Linked DNA regions of Gossypium arboreum: all the other regions are linked to region 1. A link is a contact called in public Hi-C data. All regions are on one chromosome and are shown on one strand. Each heading gives the region's core, a stretch centred on a gene start, on an enhancer-like site or on the middle of the called end of the contact. The rest is flanking DNA. Distances are from core to core; before and after follow the strand shown.

Region 1 (3,948 bases), core at 1,389-3,888:
GTTATAAAGTTCGTTTGTTTGTTTTATAGAGATATCCTATTTAAGCACATGCATATCATAACTGACGTGAAAATATATTTTACACTTTCAAATTCTCTTTTGATATTTTTATATGTAACTTTCCTAGCGATTTGGATTTACATGTTCACTTTTCGGAACCATTCCAAAATCCTTTTTCAATAAACAATTACAAATACATATATTCATCACTTCATCGTACAAAAAGGTCTGATATGAAAATTTTAATTTATCAAATTTAATTCTAATATTTTATAAAAATAAACTTTAAATTTTATTTTAAATTATGAACAATTTAATAATTTATATACAAACATTACGATTTATGTGTTACAAATTAATAAAAATCAATATTTGAAGTTTATGTAAATTAGAGTGACTAATTTTTCTTAATTTTTATAAAGTTGGGATATAAAACTTTGGATTTTATTTTATTTTATTTTATTTTTGTAAATGTGTGTGGTGGGGAGAGGAAAATTTCTTAAAAGGGATTTTGGAACCATTTAGAAAAGTGAATACATGTCCATCCATATTTGGGACAATAATAGGAAAAATATAAAAGAGTGAGATAAATGAAATGTTGAGGACAGTGGAAATCACCTTGAAAGATTTTATTGCTACCAACTTTTTATAAATTATTTTTATATCATTATAAGAAAAAGTATTATCTAAATGTTTTAAATTATTTTACCCTCGTACATATACTGTGGCTGTGGTTGTGGGTAATTATGCAAAAGAGAAGGCTCGTAATAACTGGGAGTAGGGGGCGCCACATCCACTACCTCAGTTCTTATCGCTAAACAAACACCATCCACGTACGGCTGCATTTTATTACAATGAAAACAAAAGCTCTTTTTAATGCCTGTATCGCATCGGAAACTATCAAACCCCACCATACAACCGGATGCCAGCACTTTTATTTTATTTTACTCATTATTAGTTAACCTGCAACTCGCTCTGGTAACCTAATGGGTTGCCCACAACCATAAATAAATTATCAGCCCTCTGGTTATGGTGACACTGGAATAAAATTTTGAAAACTCCAACAACTTGGTCTGAAATAATATTGCCAAATTGAGTACTAATCAATTAATTAATGTATATGGTGAGTGGTGGGTTGCAGATTTCTTGACAAGGCAGCCATTGTGACTGAAGAAGATAATGTAAAAGCTCCAAATCTATGGAGACTAAACAGTGTTCATCGAGTGGAGGAATTGAAATCTTTGATCCGAATGGGACCAATATGGGCATCAGGAATCCTCCTCATCACAGCCTATGCTCAGCAAGGCACATTCTCCCTCCAACAAGCCAAAACCATGGACAGGCACCTCACCAACTCCTTCCAAATCCCTGCTGGTTCCATGTCTGTCTTCACCATGCTAGCCATGCTCTCCACCATAGCCTTGTACGACCGCTTTTTAATCCGCATTGCCCGAAGGTTCACAGGGCTGGACCGCGGCATCACCTTCTTGCACCGGATGGGAATCGGGTTTTTGATCTCAGTATTAGCCACTCTCGTAGCAGGGTTCATAGAAGGGAAGCGTAAACAAGCAGCTGTGGCACATGGGCTTGAGGACAAGCCTCATTCTATCATCCCCATGTCAGTCTTTTCGCTCGTGCCTCAGTACGGTCTACATGGAATAGCTGAGGCTTTCATGTCAATTGGACGCTTGGAGTTCTTTTATGATCAATCACCAGAAAGCATGAGGAGCAGCGCTACTGCTTTGTTCTGGACTGCAATTTCAGTTGGGAATTATGTGAGTACGTTGCTGGTCTCTTTAGTGCACAAATATAGTGCTAAACCTGACGGATCAAATTGGCTCCCAGATAACAATTTAAACAAGGGGAAATTGGAGTTGTTTTACTGGTTGATCACCGGCTTGCAAGTGGTTAATCTTCTTTACTATATCTGTTGTGCCAAGCTCTATACTTATAAGCCCATTCAAACCCCTACCAAAGACGCTGAATCTGAAGAAGCTGCAAGCAAGGTTTGATTATTTTGGATTCCCAGGTTCTAGTCCTAGCAATGACTGTATCAAAATAAAAATAAAAATAAGGTTGAAATTTAGTAAACTATCTCTTTTTCTTTTTTTTTTTTTTAATTATGGTTTACCAAGTCCAATCACTTCTTCTTCTTTATTTATTTATTTATCTTGGGAGCTCAACACTTGTTAGTCAACCAGATCCTTTAATATATCGATAGACGAGCAGCCAAGCAAAGGCAAGACAAACAAGGATATACTTAGCCAGCAAAACAAGAATATACTCATTCGAGGTTCAAAGTCTTATATTTCTTTGTTCTTAAAATTCAAATTTAGTTTGTATTAATTATGAAAATCGATGGTAGAAGGGACGTGATCCGTTAAGTTTTCAACATAACCAATGACGATAATTGCTCAAGGGAGTTACCAGCTGTATTTGGGCCGAATTTATTGTAACCCATCCATCCCCATCAAACAGACGATTAAAAAAGCAACGAGTAACGACAGGGAAGCAAAAGGACCACAAATGTGTTGGAATTTTCCAAAGTGTGTTTTTTTTTTCCTTCTCCCATAAAAGTCGAAATCCAAGTGGCGGACCGTGTTTGTAGTGTGACCACTAAATATCCCCCACAACACTTTGTCATGTTTAGACAACAGAAAGAAAATAAATGAATCCGAGACACGTAAAACACTAGTCCAATTTACCTTTTCTTGATGAAAATTCAAAATGTTGGACGGTTTCAAAGCGAATTGGGAATCCTAAAGAACAAAAATTAAAGATAGTTATGATATAAGCCATGGATGAAGGTGCAGATAATGGTTTTAATCATTCTCAAACCAAGATGTCCATGACAACTAAAACGCCTCTGTCGGCTATAGCGAAGGCGTTTGAGGAGCTGTCGGGATTCTTGGGATCTCAGACTAAGGATCAAAAACTCCGGTTGGATAATTTCTGTGAAGCATGTTCTCTGGTTTCTGTTCTTTTTAGCTGCCTCGGCCTCGCCTTCAAATTCGCCGAGATGGAGTACGTCGCCAAGGTTCATTGCCTTTACATTGCTAGAAACTGGAATCATGTTTCTTTAGGCTGTCAGGAATTGCATTGAGAAACCTTATTATATGTATAATTGATGCCAATCAATCAATGTAAACTTAAAAAATGCAGATAGCGTATAGACAGATTTTCTGATGTTGTTAACATCCATATACAATACAGCATTTCGTCAAGGCCTATTTTCTTTTGGTTTGCATTTGTTTTTATACAAATTCTCAATGCCGTGATGTAATGAAATGATTAATGCTTTGATAAGGTACATGATCTTGTGGAAGCATCCAAGACGTATGCCACTTTAGAAAATGTACTTGATCGTGATGTTGCTAATGACACGGTGAAAAAACCAGGAAGCCATTCGCGTAATCTGCGGCGAGTTAGACAGGGTCTTGACCTCATCCGGGCTTTATTTGAAGAATTTCTGTCAACCGAGTATGTTTCGTCCTTCCATCTTTTCTTTTTCTCTTGATTTTAAGAGAAATTTATAGTATTTACAAGTTATGTAACGTGTGATATGCCTGTGACCCTTTTTTACTATGGCAAAGTTCTAAAAATGACACCTGAAACCGAGATTAGGAGACTAAAGGCAGAGGCTTTAGACCATAATCAACATGGGATTAGCTGAAAATTTTGTTTTCCTCTGTTTCCTTGATAAAATACACACTAGAATGCACATATGGAATGTAACTCTCCTTTTTCATGTCACCATTTTATGCTTCAACTTCCTTATTATTATTTATTTGGTTCCAAATTGTAGTGATTACTATTTGAAGGATGCAGCTTCAACAGCTTATTCTCAAGTGTGTGCACCATACCACACATGGGCAGTCAGGACTGCGGTTTCTGCTGGAATGTATACTCTTCCAACAAGGGAAGAACTTTTACAGAAGCTCAATGAAA
Region 2 (4,405 bases), core at 1,853-4,352, 720 kb before region 1:
GTGATCGTAAAGCGGGGCTAGGATCATGATGAAGACCACGGGAAAGACTGGTAGGGAAGCTGGAGGAATTTTCAATGAACCAAGCTTAGTGTTCATGGTTGCTGCCTGCTCAACTGAAAAAGTTGAGAGCTGAGCTAGGCAGCAATTGAGAACAATGGTGCAAGCAAATATGGGAAAGATTTTAAGCACGATCTTGACTTCCTCTACTTGCTGCACTGAGCATTCAAGTGCTGGGTAAGCTGGCTTGTTCACCGCTGCTCTGTTTAGGACTTTGAGGCTTTCAGTTGGGATTTGGTGGTCTCCTTCCTTGCTGGTTTCAGTTCGATAAGAAGGGCTCGTTGTCAGGTTCGCAATGGCATTTTTTGGATTTTTGCTCATGCAACTGTTCAGCATAGCAGCAATCAAAACCTGTTCAAGTAAAGCAAAAGTAAAGCAAAAAACAAAACTTATTTCTTCATTACAGGAATGGCATCAAGGTGGGGTCTGATAATTGAAGTAGCTTTTACCTTGCCAATGGTTGTAAGAGGGCTGCCAAAGGGTATTTTGTTCCTGTAAACAGCCGAACCAGCAAGGAAGATTGCGATTGACAACAATACTGCAATTGTAGAGATGGAAAAACCCCACTTCCATCCCATATTATCTTCAACCCACACAACAAATGTGACGGCTATGAGTGCACCGAATGAGAGACAGAATACAAAGTAGTTGAAGAAGGTGGATCTTTGCTTCCTTCCCTGTGGGGTGTTGGCATCAAACTGCTCAGCGCCATGTGTTGGTAAGGAACCCTTTATCCCTCCAACACCAAGCGCCACAAGATAGAGGCCAGTGAACAGCATTACTGCTTTCCCACCTCCAACTTCATGGCATGGAATGGAGGGGGTTGATGGACTACATTCTCGTGGCTTTAGGGAAGCAGTCCGAGCTTGCATTGCAAGAATGACCGACCCCTGTTTCAAGGACCACAATTGGTTAGGCATGCCTGCTCAATTAGCAAGTGTGTAGACTTTAGAAGTCCCCCAGCAATTAATTTGAATAACTTTGATTCATAATAAGCATTCCTTTCTCTTTCCTTTGTATCTCTTTTAAGGCATTCATGGGAAGAAATGAAGCTTGCATTCAATTCCTTATACAGCTAGGTAAACTCGGTTTCATGCAGTTTTCAAACATAAGAAAGACTTTCAAGTCCGAAATCCATACATACACAGCATCCAAGGTTGTATAATAGATAGGGAAGAGGAGATGAGTACAATAGATAGGGAAGAGGAGATGAGTACGCCTGGATCAAACTGATTCGTCAGTTCCCTATATGATTGATTTCCACATACTAAACCGAAAAGCCGATAGCATTAAGGTCCAACTTGTTGGGCCGTTCAATTTGGTTTTTCCGTTATGTGGCGTTAGCCACACAAGGATTGCACTGCGAAGATTTCAATGATATGTTGCTGTAAAGAAACCGGGTTGTTGACGACATGGCTTTGTTATATTGAATTGTGCAGGGTGAGCATGATTCTCAGTTAAATAGACTTTCAAGTTTCGCTTGGGCTCTATCAATGGCCGCCCACGTGGTTCATGAGCCTGCCTAAAATGAAATGAGCAACCTTTGCTTCATTTCCCTTTTTCATTCGAAGAAAGCTACGCACCCATTATTAAATGGATTTGGTTTTCCCAGTATTTTCTTCGGATTCGTCTCTTTCTCCAGCCACATACTGTACAGTGATTGGTGGATGAGAGTTGAAAATTACCGTGTATTAGACGTACGACATAGGGTAGGAGCTCCAGCGACTGTTTGACACTCATGCGGTACGTGTAGAGCTAAAGCTCTCTTATCGTTAAACTAAAATCCCAAGGCGTCGGCTTTGTAAGGATAAGTCCCATGACTAATACCCCAACATTGGCCTACTCCAGGACCCACTCGCCCCACTTCCCAATTTATGGATAAGAAAAAAAGGAATTTCTTTAATGGAATACGAGGCATTTGAAAGCATAGTTAACATAACCGATTGTTGTTGGAAGTTCCAATATGTGATGGAAGGTTGAATTGAAACAGACCCTGTTTTATTATCTCAGAATTAGTTTACTTTTGGGATCCGAAAGAAAGTGGACAAATATACTGACATTTTTTACTAAGGCCACGTTAGTTGTTGTATCTAGGCGGACTGGGTTTTTTTGTTTATACCGAACTCGCAGGGAGGGAACACTATCAGATTTTTGCCCGTGTCTTTTATTTATGACAACCACAATGCGGATGAAGTGCAATAATGAAACAATACATAGAGAGTTCTAAAGATAAGTGTGTGAAAATGGAGTACCAGGAATTGGATGAGTGCGCTTATGAGGTAGATGTGAAAAGTAGTGAAGAAAGTGTCGGATAAGAAGCCCCCAAGCAGAGCCAGAAGGAAGGCTGTCCCCATGAAATTGGTGACATAGTTTGCCGATTTTGATGGAGATAAGTGCATGTGCTTTGACAGATACAGCACCAGGTTGCTACTATTTGCCAAGTAGGCCAGGTTCTCCAGCACTTCCACAACTACGTACAGCCAAAATTTATCATTAAACTAAGCGATGGAACCAACCTATAAAATAAGCCTACAGCGGAAGCTCACCCTTGATTTGTGTCAAAAGCAACAAAAAGGAATAGATCAGGTAACTAACCCAAGACAAAGGAGGCAGCCACCATGCAACCATGTTGGCCCCTTAAAGCAGGTCTGCCCCTCCAATCCACATACCCTTCCCATCTATTATCCTGGTATCCTCCTTCCTGTACAATAAAAGGCGAGTTAGTAATAGTATCTAGGAAAGCAACATAGGTTTGTTGTCTGTTGTTTGTACTTTGAATGAAGCAACGAGAGGACGAATAATGAGTGAGATGACAACATAAAAAGAGCAGCAAAATAAAAAAATTAAAAGGGCGGGGGGGGGGGGGAACCCACCATTGTTTTTTCTCTCTCCTATTCTCAACTTGGGTAATTATGTTGGTATTTGATCTCGAGTGTGAGTAGAAAAGCATGGTGAGAGTGGTGGGGGTATTTAAAGAGAGGGGAAGGGAAGAGCATTTGATGGTTTCATTTCAACTTGGAGGAGAGAATGGTCTTCACACTTCACATAAGTTACTTTTTGACTCATCATCCTTGGAACCTTTTGTTTTATACTAAGAATTCTTTCATTTTATTATTTTATTTGAAAATTATCATATTAACGAACAGTTTATTTTTGTAATAACAAAGTTTCTTTTATTAAAGATTGCTAACTTATAGTATTAAAGATTGCTAACTTATAGTAAAAATGCTTCAGAGGAGGAAGATTAGGAGAGAAATATATCAAATTCTCCCCACCCATTATTAAAGGAACCCAAAAAAACAAAAAAGTACCTTTCTCTTTCTTTGACCATCGAAAGCCAAAACCTTCGTCGCGGATGCCTAATGATAGTATTTGTTTTTGTCTTTTCTTCCAACAAAATATGAATTCAGTTAGCAAATAGAAACAACAAAGCAGTACACGCCTTGAGGAGTAGAACAAAACCAGCAAGAAGCAACACACAGTGAGCAGCTGATCGATAAATGCCCCCTTAGGAGGTGTGGCGCCAAACGTTGACAAAAACCACTGTCTTCATGTTCAACCACAAGTGGTTAAGTGGTTTAAGAATCTCCCAGGGGCGCCAAGGTTGATATCGAGTATTGGTGTACCGAGAAGCAGCCACTATAGAATCGGATTCCACCACTACAGAATCAGAACAACAATATAAAACTTATCTTTAATCTTGTTTCATTTTTCACTTGACATTTTGATTATCTTCCATATCTTTCTCCTTCCAGTACTGTTATAATAAAATTTTCTGATTTATATATAATTATAAGATAAAGAATATATTCTTTAGTCCGTGTACACTCAGGAATTTAGCAAGTGGATGACGATGACATGGATATATATATATATATACACATACGGCAGCTTTATGAAAATGTCTTTTGTGGCCGTGTGATTATCATGAATACTGTTTCCCCAAACCCAAAATCCAATGTTTACACAAATGAATGGAATCCCCAGTTAACAAATTGAAAACAGTGGTTAAAAGAAGCAAAGGGTAGTGATAAGATCACTTCGGCTGGACGATTGCTAATTGCTTGACATGATAGAATCTAATAGCCATACAATGGAGGATTATTATATTAATGGCTCCCAATCTCCTACCGACAAGCTTATGTGCAATAATGCTTGAAGATATGAAAAGATGATAGAAATTGGATGTGCGGTCTCATGAGTAAAAAATACTACTACATATCCATTTTCTTGTTAGGCTTATTTCAAATATTACCCTCTATATTATACCCATTTTTTGGTACTTCAATTTTTTTTTCAGTCAGTTTGAGTACCTTACCCATTTAATTCTAGATATTAATGCCATTTG
Region 3 (4,568 bases), core at 1,339-3,838, 810 kb before region 1:
GGAGAAGTGGACAAGTTCGAGTACTAATTTTATATTTAACCTTTATAAATATTGTAATAAAACAAATTATAGAATATATTACCCAGTTACACAAATTCTTATAACTTGCATAAAATTTTGTGTAAAACACAAAACTAGTAACATTTTGTTTGATTATACGAATGTTATCTTATTACACTAATTATTAAAGTTTGAATGCGATGTTTGTGTTATTATAAAAAATATTTTATTACACCAGTTATTATAGATATTCTAATTTTTGTAGACCATATTACTCGATCAGAACTGTGGCACCCTACACTCAACTTGAACGACAGATTTAAACACGAGATGTAAAAAATAATTGATTCGTTGTCGAAGCAACTTAGATTACTATCATTCATTCAATTTAGTTAATAACTGATTTTAAAATATTTTTTATAAAAATGTAGAAAATAAATAAATTCATTTGTCAGACTTTAAAGTCATATTGAAATCATTAAAAATCAATTTGAAGCTGAAGCCTTATATCATCGGCTTTTAATTATGTTCTAATTATTTACCGCATATTTATTTTATTTTATTTTATTTAATTCCCATTTATTTTTCGTATAAGTTGACATAAGTTATAAGCATGAAAATTACTTACTACATGTCCTGATTAAAATGAATAGCAGTTTTAAATATATCAATTCCTGTAAGATTGATCCTACTTCTTTTACTATTGTTTCACATTATATTTAAGTGTATGAATTTATATCTGATGTATTCCACATCTATTAATAAATAAATATAAAAATTAGGAAGTTGAAAGTTACTTCAAACTAATATTTGTGCAAATTTACTTTACTTATTAACATATAATTTTATTTATTTTCCTATTTACTTAAACTTCCAAAAGATTTAATTATTTTATTTAAAGTAATAATTTAATGCAATCAACTCAATGATAATATATAGTTGAATAAAATTAAGTCTAAAATATTTTATATGTATTTGCACAAAAAGTGATTAAAAATTAAAAAATAAAGAAGATAAAATAAAATATAATTAATTATTATTTATAAAAATTATTAAAATAAACATACATAAATTAACTTTAAAATAAATTACATTTAATGTACACATTATATTAGGCTATAGGAATAGATCTCAAAATTATACATGAACTTTGGTCTAAAGTGCAATTTTAAATATGAAATTTTGATTGGATTCAATTCTCACAAATTATTAACACAATTATTGATATAACATCATTTTATAGTTATGTATTGCATACATAAATAATTATATTTATCTATTATAAAAATAAATTAATGTATTTATTTCTTTAAATGTGTATGATTAAATAAAATATAAAATTTAAAGTATCATATAGAAATTTGAACCAAAATCAAATTTTATGTGTATAATTACACCAAATCAAAATTTATATATTAAATCATATATTAGATCAAAGTTCATATATAATTTTAAGATTTATCCCTAAAATATAATCTATACTATTATTTAACTATTTTATTAAATTAATATCACGAATTAACTTGATATTAACTTAATAAAAAATATTAAAACTGAAATTCTAAAACAATTAATAAATATTATTATATGGCTTTGAAATTTCTATACTTTTACAATAAATTTATTAAAATTAATTTAAATTCAAACTAAAACACTTATGACAACACTTCAATACAAGACTTCAAACTTTTAAGATGTCAATTTTGTCATGAATGTGTCATAATATAATATAATATAATATAATATGATTAGTTTGTTTGCCTGCACATGGTTATATGTATAAATTAAAAAATTATTTAATTGTTTTATAATATTTATAATGAAATTTTTAAATATATTTTTACAAAATTTTAAATTTTATTTAAGTAATTATAAAATTTCTTAAATCTAATAGAGAAGATAATTATTTAAATTGTTAATTTTGTTATTTTCACTGAAATCTAATTATTAATTTATATAATTTCTTTATTTTTTCACTTACTTCATGAATATGTTTTAAAATAATTAAAAAGGGTAATTGAATAATAGTAATTAACTAAAGGTATTTTGTGTTTTCCACTAAAATTGATCTTGTAAATAAGCAATCCAACCTCAGTTAGTTTTTTAAAATAAAAGGGAATAAGTATGCATTGTGTAGTTTTGTTGTAAACTATAAATATAAAATAATTAAATGAGTAGACATTTAACATTTGAGTACCAAAAACACATCAGGAAAATGAATGTGATTTGACTCGGTTTCTTGTGACTTGAAAAATAATAAGTTAAGAAAAGAATGACAATGAGATGACGCGGCTAAAAGGATAAGTATGAGAGAGAATTGTGCCACCTCGGCTTTTCTTTCTTTCCCTGTCTCAGCCTGGAGAAATAAAATGGCTATAGACAAATTATATAATTCAACTTTGGAAGTTTTTATATTTTGTTGCATTGGGGTCAATAATAATTGAATAAAAGAAGGGGCGGGGGGGCATTCTGTTTTGAGTAGAGAAATAGGGTAATGGAATAGATTTGAGTGAAAATGAATGAAAAATTTTAATACAAAAATTAATTTATTTTAATTTTAAACAAAAGTGGAATTTGTAAGACATTTAAAAGGAGGGATTTTGGTTGGATTTGTAGCGTAAATTGGTTGGGAACCTTCCACCTTTATACTTTGTGAGAGGCCCTTCTCTTTTGTTTTCTTCACTCTTAATTCATATGATCTCTCATCTAAATGTTTAATACTAATCTTACCATTTTTGTTGGATTATAGAAAAAAATCCATCACATCAATTGTCAAGTTGTTCGAAGCCAATCAAATTAACTATGGAAACGTAATGCTTGACTGCATTCTGCTTTTTGTTTCCAGGCTCCTAGTTTGTGGTTTATAGTTTGCAATAGTAATAGTAGAGGTAGATGATTCTCCAACTGGGCAACTCCCAATCATCACAAATATTCATTCATTGAAGCCAAAAGGCAAAAAACCAAAAAAGAAAAACGATTGATTGGAATTGCTCAAGCATCGTTGTTCATTCGCTCCTAATTTTGATTTCCTAAGATATTTTCCCAATTTCCCACTTCTCACACCCACTCCTTTTCTTCCTTTTCACCTTACTCACTCCCACACACACACAGTTTGCTTCTAAAAGACAAAACATTACTATTAATCAACTTTACATTCAATACTCTTCCACCTTCTCCTAGTAATTTTTAGAATTTTTAAAGCTTTTTCTGTTCTCGGTTCCTGTCTTTTGCTTTTTTTCTTTGATATTTTCAGTCTGCGAATTCTTCAAACTTCTTTCAAATATATTACTACCCACATGGGATTGGTTCCAACCGCGAAACCCAGAATCGCAGGTCTTAAAAAACAACGCCAACAACGACGAAGATGGATTCTAAATTGGGTTTAATCCAACAATCTTTCAATACCCGTTACTCCCAATGGGTTCGCGAAGCTCTCGACGAACTACCCGACAATTTCACCATCACCGATCCTTCTATTTCAGGCCACCCTATCGTTTTTGCCAGCCGGGGCTTCCTAAAAATGTCGGGTTATTCCCTAGAAGAAGTGATCGGCCAAAACGGCAAGATATTTCAGGGCCCCAAAACCAATCGGAGAACGGCGATGGAAATAAGCGAAGCGATTCGACAAGAGAGGGATGTTCAAGTGAATTTGGTGAATTATCGTAAAGACGGGACGCCGTTTTGGATGTTGTTTCATATGAGTCCGGTTTTTGGCAAAGAAGATGGGAGGGTGATTCATTTCGTGGCTGTTCAGGTCCCGATTACCAGGAAACCCAGGAGGAACGGAGGGGTGAACTTGAATGAGGATGGCTCGGGCTTTAATGAGATTATGTTCGGCTCTTGTAGGAAGGAAGTGGATACCAATCCTGTGCTGGAATTGGGTCGTGTTTTGTCCTTGGATTCCGCTACTAATGGTTCGTTTTCTCAGCTACATATGTTTTATAATGTAGCCATTATTGTTCGATCAACTGCGGTTTGCTCATACATTTGATGCAATCAAATTATTGCTCGTTTGTGAGCTCCAGAGCCTAATTAAATGTAACATAGCTTTAGTATTTGGTCTAAACTAAGTAACTGGACACTGGTATGAAAAATATTTTTATTCAGTATGCTTCGACTACTAGTATACTTGTTGGCAACTGTACGTATAATTGCAAATATGTTCATAAATAGCACTTTTTGCACTCACCTATGAACTTTTTCCATTTCCACCCTCAATTTTCCATCCATTATCTGCCTGCTTAATTGATGTTTCACTCTTTGTTTTGATGACAGCTATCTTCATGTTCCATTTGCAATTGGATTTACTTGTTTGAGTTCTCATCTATAAAGTGTATATTACAGTATTAGATATTGAAGAGACATGCGAGGCAAGTGATTTTGAGAAGCGAATGGCAGTGAATGCATTTAACAGCATCTTGTCTGTGCTAACCAACTATAGTGAGTCAACTGGCAGATTGGTCTGTGGGACGAGATGCAGTGTACCTGGGGTATGCTACGTCAGTTCATCATTAAATATATCACTTGGTAGAATCAAACAAAGCTTTGTACTGTGAGTTGTTTGCAAA

The links. A called contact is a pair of places that touch in the nucleus more often than the background predicts.
Region 2: a Hi-C map of leaf shows a contact between it and region 1, with 6 times the contacts expected there. The contact joins the promoter of LOC108472914 here to the promoter of LOC108472982 in region 1. A contact is called at or near these places in 2 of 5 Hi-C or Micro-C datasets (both in leaf).
Region 3: a Hi-C map of leaf shows a contact between it and region 1, with 4 times the contacts expected there. The contact joins the promoter of LOC108474015 here to the promoter of LOC108472982 in region 1. A contact is called at or near these places in 2 of 5 Hi-C or Micro-C datasets (both in leaf).

The regions. Positions count from the first base shown.
Region 1 is chr3:57,470,074-57,474,021 of ASM2569848v2, forward strand. It overlaps LOC108472982 (ACD11 homolog protein), which reads left to right and starts at 2,639. Exons shown (of 4, transcript XM_017774549.2): 1 at 2,639-3,037; 2 at 3,308-3,480; 3 at 3,806-3,948. The coding sequence starts at 2,798. LOC108470848 (protein NRT1/ PTR FAMILY 3.1-like) reads left to right here. Exons shown (of 4, transcript XM_017772343.2): 4 at 1,142-2,091. The coding sequence ends at 2,012.
Region 2 is chr3:56,748,417-56,752,821 of ASM2569848v2, forward strand. It overlaps LOC108472914 (protein NRT1/ PTR FAMILY 4.6-like), which reads right to left and starts at 3,103. Exons shown (of 5, transcript XM_017774479.2): 1 at 2,931-3,103; 2 at 2,653-2,758; 3 at 2,310-2,527; 4 at 507-947; 5 at 1-408. The coding sequence starts at 2,933.
Region 3 is chr3:56,655,721-56,660,288 of ASM2569848v2, forward strand. It overlaps LOC108474015 (protein TWIN LOV 1), which reads left to right and starts at 2,589. Exons shown (of 8, transcript XM_053025712.1): 1 at 2,589-3,914; 2 at 4,345-4,552. The coding sequence starts at 3,365.